3 separate regions of the Zea mays genome follow, and regions 1 and 3 are each linked to region 2. Evidence: chromatin contacts called from public Hi-C data. All regions are on one chromosome and are shown on one strand. Each heading gives the region's core, a stretch centred on a gene start, on an enhancer-like site or on the middle of the called end of the contact. The rest is flanking DNA. Distances are from core to core; before and after follow the strand shown. Region 1 holds the start of LOC100280464. Region 2 holds the start of LOC103635951. Region 3 holds the start of LOC100193464.

Region 1 (3,017 bases), core at 301-2,800, 160 kb after region 2:
TGAATAAACCAACCATTTTCTATCATATAACTCTCCATTGCTTAACTTTCTATAATAATGAGCATATGAAAAATGTCTTGAGGCATCATCTAAAGGGAACTCGAGACCTTCCTCTCTTATAGGTCTTTTCCCAATTAATATGTCTCTTGCTTTATTATCAAGATTATCCCAATTTCTTGGATCATAAATGTCAGGTTGTTCATCAACACTACCAAAATGTGCATGTGCATCAGATGAATTAGACATATTCTCATGGTCACTTACATTGTTATCATCGGCGTTGATATCAACATGTTCTTCTCTAGAATTTTCTCATTGGTTGGTTCCTCTGTCCCCACGGGAACTATTGCCAACACAAACACATCATTTGGATTCGTCGAAGCACTAGTATTGCTCTTGAAAAACTTGTCAATAGCTCCTCTCTGTGAGTCTATGAGATCATCCACACGTTTTTTCCTTTTCCCTTTTTCACTTCCAGATGGATATCTTCTCGATGACATGATTACACAAAGCACTGAAAATAAAAAAGATATATATCACAAATTAAATGATAACATAAGAATGATTATACATATCTAAATAGTGTGGTTATTATTATTAATCAGTTACCTTAAATTTGTCAATTAGATTAAGCCAACAATAAGCCAACAATCAGTTACCTTAAATAGCTCGCAGGACACCAGGACCACGCAGTGAGGGATCGCCCGATCGGCGAACGGTGATCGTGATCGCCTGATCGGTGATCCAGTGGCGGTGATTGATTGATCGGCTCGGCTGATCTGAATATCTGATCGCCAGCCGCCAGGAGGAGCCCAGGACGCGGGACTGCGGGAGCGGCCGAGCGGACGCCAGGCAGGCGATTAGGTGAATAGGCGCGCGACACCGCGGCAGGCGAAGGTGAACGATCGGTCGTTCCAGTACCACTTGATCTCCAGGCCGGGCGTGTCGCCGACGTGCGGGGCCTGGGCCGGCTCACGACCCACATATTAGAGAGACCGCTTGCGTATACACGCAGCCGTGAGCCGTGCCTCGGTCGCTCGGCTGATTATTACGGTGGCCCGTGATAGTGGGGTGGGGGCCCACTAGCTTTGTGGGGTCTGGTGCGGTGGCACCGCTGCACCCGCAGGGCCGGTCCTGTATGTATAGATGGATATTGTTTGCATCATATATTGTGATATGCCTATGGGCTTGGGAGGTTAAGCCCCTAACACGATCGATGCCTGACCGGCCCTCAAGTTTGACCGCTCTTCGGCCCAAGCCCAACCCTTCTCCTTCAGCGCGTTCTGCTCGTGTGGGCGCCTGGCCGCCCGGTCCAGCCCATGTGTGAGAGCTTTTGTCCGATTAATTTGGTTGCGGTTTAGCTTTCAGTTTTGCAACTTTTGGCTTTGGCATTCTAAAAAAATCATTTTATTGTTTTTTTACAAAGAACGGGAAGATGGCATTGCTGTAAGTTGCGTGCTCTTGGCCCGGACCGCGATTTAAAATTTCTTAATTGGGGAGAGGCCCTTTTCACGCCTGCATCATGATCAAGTGCGCGATGAATGGTGATGGGCAACTTTTGATATTATTTTTATATATCGATGGGAGAAAAGGGGGAGTACATGTTGTGGCACGCCTAGTCAGCTCAGCGTCATCACTTCTTTCTTTCTGTGGCCCTCCTCGGCTCGGCCGCTCGGCACAGAGCAGCAGCACAACGCCACAGCCACCGCAGGCCAGCCGAGCGGGACGGACGGGACACGTGGCGGCACGTGTCTGTTCTCGGCCACCGTCGCCGGGATAAATTTTCCGAACCCAGTTGACCCGACCGCCGATGAACCCTGGCCAGATTCCTCGGCACGTGGGCCCACCTCACCAGCCTCAGCTGCCGCCTGCCTGACTTGGGCCCTGCCCCTTCCTGTACCTGTCCTCAAGGTCGCCCCCGCGCTGCCCATCCCCCTCCCCCTCCTCCTTCCTCGGCAGCTCGTGGCGCTCCAGTCCACAGAGGAGAGGACACGACACGACGAGGGGCCAGGCAGCAAGCTCTGCTCAGTCCGTTCCGCGGGCCGGTCGGTCGGCGATGGCGCGGCACGCGGGCACGGCGCTCCTGGACCTGGTGGCGGGGCAGGTGGACCCGGGCGCGCCGGGGTTCTGGCGCGACTTCCTGGTCGGCATGCTCAAGCCGGCGGCGGCCACGGCCGTGGTGGCCATGGCCGTCGGGCTCAGCTTCTCGCAGCGCCTGGGGCTCGAGGGCGAGATGCTCTACGCCATCGCACGCGCCTTCCTCCAGCTCTCCGCCATCGGCTTCGTCCTCCAGTTCATCTTCGCCCAGAAGAACGCGCTCTGGATCCTCCTCGCCTACCTCTTCATGGTATGTATGTATGTATGGATGGTATGGTACCTAGGGGTATGGTACCTGCTGCTCAGCCTCCAAATCTCTCTCTTGCAGGTGACGGTCGCCGGGTACACGGCGGGGCAGCGCGCCAGGCAGGTGCCGCGCGGGAAGCGCATCGCCTGCGTCTCCATCCTCGTCGGCACCGCCGTCACCATGCTCCTGCTCGTCCTCCTCGACGTCTTCCCCTTCACCCCGCGCTACATCATCCCCGTCGCCGGCATGATGGTCGGCAACGCCATGACCGTCACCGGCGTCACCATGAAGAAGCTCCGGGAGGACGTCAAGATCCAGAGGAACCTGGTGGAGACGGCGCTGGCGCTGGGCGCGACGCCGCGGCAGGCGACGCTGCAGCAGGTGAAGCGGTCGCTGGTCATCGCGCTGTCCCCGGTGATCGACAGCGCCAAGACGGTGGGGCTCATCGCGCTGCCGGGCGCCATGACGGGGCTCATCATGGGCGGCGCGTCGCCGCTGGAGGCCATCCAGCTGCAGATCGTCGTCATGAACATGCTCATGGGCGCCTCCACCGTCAGCAGCATCCTCTCCACCTACCTCTGCTGGCCGGCCTTCTTCACCAAGGCCTTCCAGCTCGACGACAGGGTCTTTGCAGACTAAGATACATGCTGGATTGTAATGTAACCGAGTCCCA
Region 2 (3,131 bases), core at 575-3,074:
AGTCTCTCTCCAAGTACCTTGCATTCCTTCTGGTATCAAAATATGGAGGATCATATGCTGCTGCTAAGGTGACTCCCTGATTAGCACTGAGATTCCTGCTGTAGTAGTAAGGAGATGCAGTATGGTTATCACTGTAGTTATTTGCATACAGATTGACATCACAGCTCGTAGACAATTCCTTCTTCACTGGCTTGGGAAGCGGCCTCGGAAACCGAGGTCTTGACGAATCCCTTTCATATCCAAGGTCCTCCGACTCCGAGTAAAGGCCATCTATGCTCCTGTGAAGCTTCCCTCTATGTGTGCCAGAATCATACCCTCGACGAGAAAGCTCAGAGAGTGCCACCACAGCATCACGGCCAGACCCTCCCATGTCATCCTCATCCACTCCTTTCGGTGTACCCACCCGCAACAGCCCCTTCGACTTCTCCTTCGCTAACTTCCCTGCCTTCTTCTGCCTACTCTTATCGTGCTTGGGTCGAGCTAAGACCTGTTCCCCAGATCCCCTGCTCTCTGAATCAGTCTCCGACCCAGCCCGCCTTGTGAAATCTAGAGCTTTTCTCTGCTGTTGTTGTTGGTGCTGCTGCTTTGCCTTCATCGTGTCCAACATCCTCAGCCTCTCATCAAGGCTGTATCCCTCGCGGCCCTTCCAGCAATCCTTAATCTCCCGGAGCCTCCGTACCATGGAGTTGTGGTAGCTCTGCAGCCAGTAGTAATGCTTGCGCCGCTCCACGAAGCGAATGCCGCGGCGGTACAGATTGACCCTCGGGTCACACAGCCCGCCCTTGAGGCGCTTGAGGAAATCGGCGAGGGGGCTCCCGAAGTGGAAGTTTTGCCCCGCGAGGAGCTCGACGAGTGTGCGCGCAAAGGTCTCCTGGTCCATATCGGGCAGGAAGGCGGCGAGGCGCAGACGCTCGTCATCGCTGAGCAGGTCATTCCAGGCGTGGAGTGAGAGCACGTCACCGAGACCATCGAGGTCGTAGAGCTCCAACGGCACGGCCATGCTCTGGTCCCCGACCTGGCACATCTCCGTGCTGGGCTCGCCCAGCTCCGCAACGTCCAGCTCGTCGGAGCCCATCCCCGAGTCCCCCTCGTCCTCCTCTTCCTCGAACTCCTCTTCCTCCTCCTCCGCCTCTGGCTCATCGTCTCCTCCTCCTCCGCCGTTCTCCTCCTCGGCGGAGAAGCCGTCGGCATCGGACTCATGCGACGGCGTTGCCCGTGACCCCTCCTCCTCCTCGTCTTCGTCCTCCGTGGCCTCCAGTGAGGCCTCCGCGCCGCCGTCAAGCCTGGGGAGGCGGACGCCGCCTCCGGTCCTCACGATCGCCATGGCTTCCCACCTACGCCGCCGAGACAAAAAAAAATAGCAAAAGCCAAAGCAGTTAAAACCCTAGCCCCCAATCCACTACCTCCTAGCAACAGGGGGGTGGAAGGAATTAAGAGGAGGCGCAGTACACAAGGAGCGAAGTGAAGCTCACTCACCGGAACGACCCCAGGCGGGCGGAGCGGCCGGGATGCGGCGAAACCCTAACCCTAGCGCGCGCGGCGACGAGGGAGGGGACGGGACGGAAAAGGGGGGAAGTTGTGAGGAAGGGAGGGCGAGCGGGTGTGGAGGGTAAATAGTGGATGGGGGGAGGAAGACGACGGCGACGTGGCGCGCGCAGGAGCCGTCGGATTGGGGGAGGGCCGCCGCGGGGGGGTGGGGTGGGGTGGCGGCGGGTGGGAATAGGGCGCGGGGGCAGGGGGCGGCTCGCAAAAGTGTTTCTAGTCGGGGTCGGTCGAGTGCGGAGGAGACGGAGATGAGGGAGACGCAGCCGAGGAAGGGGAAAGCCTCGCAGGCGGGTTCGCGGGCGCGGGGCCCGGTAGACTGGTAACGCTGGCAGGTGGGCCACTCCTCATCTCTTGCCGGGTTCCCGGGTTTGCGCGGGAACTTAACTTGGATCGCCTGCTTTTTCGTTCGTTAGTTGATGATACTAATTCATAGTTCATTTGACTTTTCCATAGCAATTTTAACCGGCTCGTATTTTAAATTTTTTTGCAAAAAAAACTTAAAGTCATATTTAAAATATATTATATGCTAAACAATATTACAGTACAATTATGAAATTTTTTAAATAAGACGAGTTGGTCAAAACTTGTGATAAAAATATGAATTGTAAATTGGAATGGGGAAATATAATCTTAACTGTACAATTAGTTATGTACGGCATGTTGGAAGGATTTTATTTCAAGAATTTTAGTTTGGGATTTTCAGCTTCACCATAAAACAACTTCAATAAATTATTAAAGTGGGTTTGATGAGTGTTTCTTTGCACATGGACTCTAGCTTCTGTAACACAAATCAAATTGTGTAAGTTTTCTTGATTACCCTTGATGATTAGTGGCTGTCACGAGACAATCTAAACGCTATGCTATGTAACCAGTGGCATGATGCATAATTTTCATGCAACTTTATGAGTAGGTATAAAAACAGTGTTTGCAAAGCGCTATTTGAAAAACTTCATGAATTTAATAAAATTGACCACTAGTTTCATTTTTAAAAAGTTAGAGCTAGACTTGTAATACAAGTTATGTGTTAAAATATCTCATAATTATCTTAGTTGTAAACATGGAACTTCATTAATAATTTTCATTAAGTTTGTAAAAAAATATTATTGTTGTTGTTGTTGTAAACAGAAAGCTTGGGAGAGTTTATCTTGCCGTGGCTGCTTGGAGCCCGTGCTCCATCCCTACGAGTAGCTTCTCTGTTGCACCATATCTCACTCTTCATTTCAAACTCTATTCTATAAACAGTGCCTTGCATGGCCGTTTGCACGTTATTGCTAAGCAACTCAAAGATATTAGCTAAATCGTTTTGTAAAGGTAAATTTGGCTATTATTAGAAGAAGAAAAATGTCTCCAATAGAGTATGTAAATAGTTCTTCAAATTCAGTAGCTATGAGTCTCTACACCTTTGCTCTTTAGTTTTAGATAACATGCTTGACTCGTCATACAGAGTTCTGGATTTACAAAGTCAGTTGGACTAATCTTACTCCTTTTTTGTAGAATATATTTTAAAGAATAGCTAAATCAGTAAACTTGTAACTCTAAGCGACTAGTCATATCGGTTTGTAAAGGTAAATTTGACTATTAATAAA
Region 3 (2,941 bases), core at 91-2,590, 250 kb before region 2:
GCCAATTGTGATTATACCCTTCTGGAGCATAACAATTGTGTTTCTACTTTGTGGTTTTACCCTTCTGTTTTGAAAACGAAGCTATCGTTTGTTCCTCTCTCTTCCTCTCTCTGTTAGTGAAAATAATAATTTATGATTAAAAAATAAAAAACAAAGATAAAATCACAATTATAAGTTAAGAGAAGGGTATAATTATAATTAATCTTGAAAATAATTTTGAAAATTTTATGATTAATTATGATTATACCCTCATCGCACCTTGTAATTGTGATTTTGCTCTTTAGTTTTTTTTATCACTAACTCTGATTTTCACCAATGGTGCTAAGCAGTAGGAGCAAACAACGACTTTATTTTCAAAACAAAAGAATAAAATCATAAGTTAAAAAAATGAGGGATAAAATCACAATTGTAAGGTTAAATTAATAATGGTATAATCATAATTGCCTATAAAATGTATGCGTTCACGGAAATGAAGTTATGGCTGTCTCCAGCCATACACGCTAAAGGATCTTGATGCCACTGCCAAACGACTTGTCATTCTTTATTATAGTTTGGTTCTTTATCGTACCAATGTGACCAATGATGCATAGAGAGAGTATAGATTAAAAAGAATGAGATATAAAGGATGAATTTTAAAGAATATTATTGGAGACAGAGAAAATATAGATGACAATATTTTTTTAGAATGTATTGTAAGTGACAGAGAATATCCTTTTAGTGAATGAAATTTAGATGATGTTGCTAGAGATAGTAAACCCAGAGTGCGGTTCATATAGAAAACCGGTTCAACTTAACGTGTCAAATTGGGTTGATCCTTTGCCTTGCAAATGCATTAGAGTTTCCAATGAATCAGATAACGCAAAGATCCATTAATCCTAAGATCATTTCTGAGAGCCTATTAATCGGCACTAAGATTTATCTATATGATGAATAAAGCCATAGCAATATAAGAGCAACTAACTAGTTAACAAAATTGAGTAAAATTTATTTCTGGTCCCTTAACTTGTACGAGTGTGTCAATTTGATCTATAAACTTTTAAAATGTGTCTCTTAAATTCTTAATCGTTGTTTGTCTCTCTCTTAAGTTCAAACGGATTAGAATTTCATATGCAGCCTAATCCTAAACCATTTGGATCTAAAAGAGTTCTGAATAGTGATTAAGACTTTAAAAAATACACTTTAAAAGTTTATGGACGGAGTTGACATGCACGCAAGTTTAGAGGGACCAGAAATATATTTTACTCTAATTTTTTTTGTGTGTGCCGCAAAATAAGGTAAAAATGGCTTGGCGCAGTGGCACAAAAAGCGCGCCAACAAAACATTTCGAATCCTAGCCCCCCTCAACTGCAAAAGCCCCTCGTCGAGTCGTCGCGGCCCTCCTCCATCAATCCATCGTCGATCGATGGCGAACATGCTGGTCTCGGAGATGCGGCTTCCTCTCTACCTCGCCCACCTACTCGCCGCGCGCCGCCTTGACACCGCCAAGGTCAGCGTCCCGATTCCACCGCCTCCGCTAGAACCCCACCTCCCCTAATAACCGCGCGCGCTAGTGCCTGCGCTCTGTTCCTATCCAGGACGTGCTGTCGCTGCCAGAGGTGGAGCTCATGGCCATTCTCGACGCCGGCCTTCCCACCGCACGCGCTGCCATCGCCCACGTCAGCGAGGCCGCCTGCCCGCCCTGCCAGACGGTACCTCTCATCCCCCCTTATGCTCTGCTTGCGACTCGGTGGTCGATTTGGGGTTTAGTTTGATTCTTTGGGTCGGGGTTTACGCTGCATTTACCCGCCCTGCGCAGGCGCTCTCACTTCTGGAGGAGCGCGTGAGGTTAGGAGGCGGCGGCCGGCTGGCCACCATGCTCTGCGGGTTGGACGAGGCATTGGGCGGAGGAATCCCCACGGGGAAGCTCACTGAGGTCGTTGGGCCCTCGGGGATCGGCAAAACGCAGGTGAACTGCTGTCGGAGGTCCAAAGCTTAATTTGCGCATCCCGTAGTATTAGTGGTGCTGTGGGTGCCCGTATTTACAGTGTTCAGCGTACACAAGTGCGCACCAGGTGTTTGTGAATATGTAAATGCTATGCATCTCCATGAGTTTGGTATGCAATACGGAACCAGAAGGAAATGTACCTTGTGTATATGCTTATGTGATGCTGCATCATGCACCTGCTTGTGTTGTGATTTCTTTTCCAATGATCTTGGACATTTTGATCGAATCTACCGATCAATCACCATTTCTTCGAGCCAAATGGTTATCGAGCCAGAACATTTTGGGCTAAATTTATTGGGATTACCTCATTCTGTTGCTTGCCTTGTATGTTTTTTTTTAAATTTGTTGTTATGGTTTTGCGCATCGCAGTTCTGCCTGAAGCTTGCGTTGTTAGCAGCATTGCCGGAATATTATGGAGGTTTAGACGGTCGAGTTGTGTATATTGACACGGAATTCAAGTTCTCTCCAAGGAGGTTGCTGAAGCTAATGGCTACTGTTTACTACTTCCAAGTATCTTATTTAATATTTTTCTTTATTTGAACTTCTAATGTTGCCATTGATATGTTGCAGGATGATTGAGATTGGTCAGAAAAGCTTTCCTCAAATATTTCGACAAGAAGGCTTGGCGCAGAAGGTTCTCATCCTCCACATTTTAATACTTGGTGTTGACACCTTTTCGGAGGCGCCAATCACTCAAAAGAACCAGCGGCGGTGCTCTCTGGTCAGGCGCGGACGGTCCGCGGCTTGGGGCCGGACGGTCCGCGACCTGGCGCGACGTGGCGGTGCTCTCTGGTCAGACGCGGACGGTCCGCGGCACAGGGCCGGACGGTCCGCGACCTGGTGCAGGAGCTCGGGTTCCCTGCCTGACGGCCGGACGGTCCGCGCTCTAGGGCCGGACGGTCCGCGCGTGCGCAGGGGCGGCGGAAGATCGCCGGCGGCGCCTGGATCTCGCTCCCG

Evidence for each region. Hi-C and Micro-C count contacts between places; a contact is called where the count stands out from the background.
Region 1: a contact with region 2 is called in a Hi-C map of endosperm, with 2.3 times the contacts expected there. The contact joins the promoter of LOC100280464 here to the promoter of LOC103635951 in region 2. A contact is called at or near these places in 3 of 25 Hi-C or Micro-C datasets (endosperm, leaf and an unstated tissue).
Region 3: a Hi-C map of ear shows a contact between it and region 2, with 1.9 times the contacts expected there. The contact joins the promoter of LOC100193464 here to the promoter of LOC103635951 in region 2. A contact is called at or near these places in 4 of 25 Hi-C or Micro-C datasets (ear, endosperm, leaf and 1 more).

Annotation. Positions count from the first base shown.
Region 1 is chr8:135,992,270-135,995,286 of Zm-B73-REFERENCE-NAM-5.0, forward strand. It overlaps LOC100280464, which reads left to right and starts at 1,551. Exons shown (of 2, transcript NM_001153384.2): 1 at 1,551-2,347; 2 at 2,426-3,017. The coding sequence starts at 2,057. The coding sequence ends at 2,983.
Region 2 is chr8:135,828,902-135,832,032 of Zm-B73-REFERENCE-NAM-5.0, forward strand. It overlaps LOC103635951, which reads right to left and starts at 1,825. Exons shown (of 2, transcript XM_008658319.4): 1 at 1,477-1,825; 2 at 1-1,334. The coding sequence starts at 1,324.
Region 3 is chr8:135,575,366-135,578,306 of Zm-B73-REFERENCE-NAM-5.0, forward strand. It overlaps LOC100193464, which reads left to right and starts at 1,341. Exons shown (of 12, transcript NM_001138580.2): 1 at 1,341-1,486; 2 at 1,575-1,688; 3 at 1,796-1,945; 4 at 2,354-2,457; 5 at 2,555-2,618. The coding sequence starts at 1,403.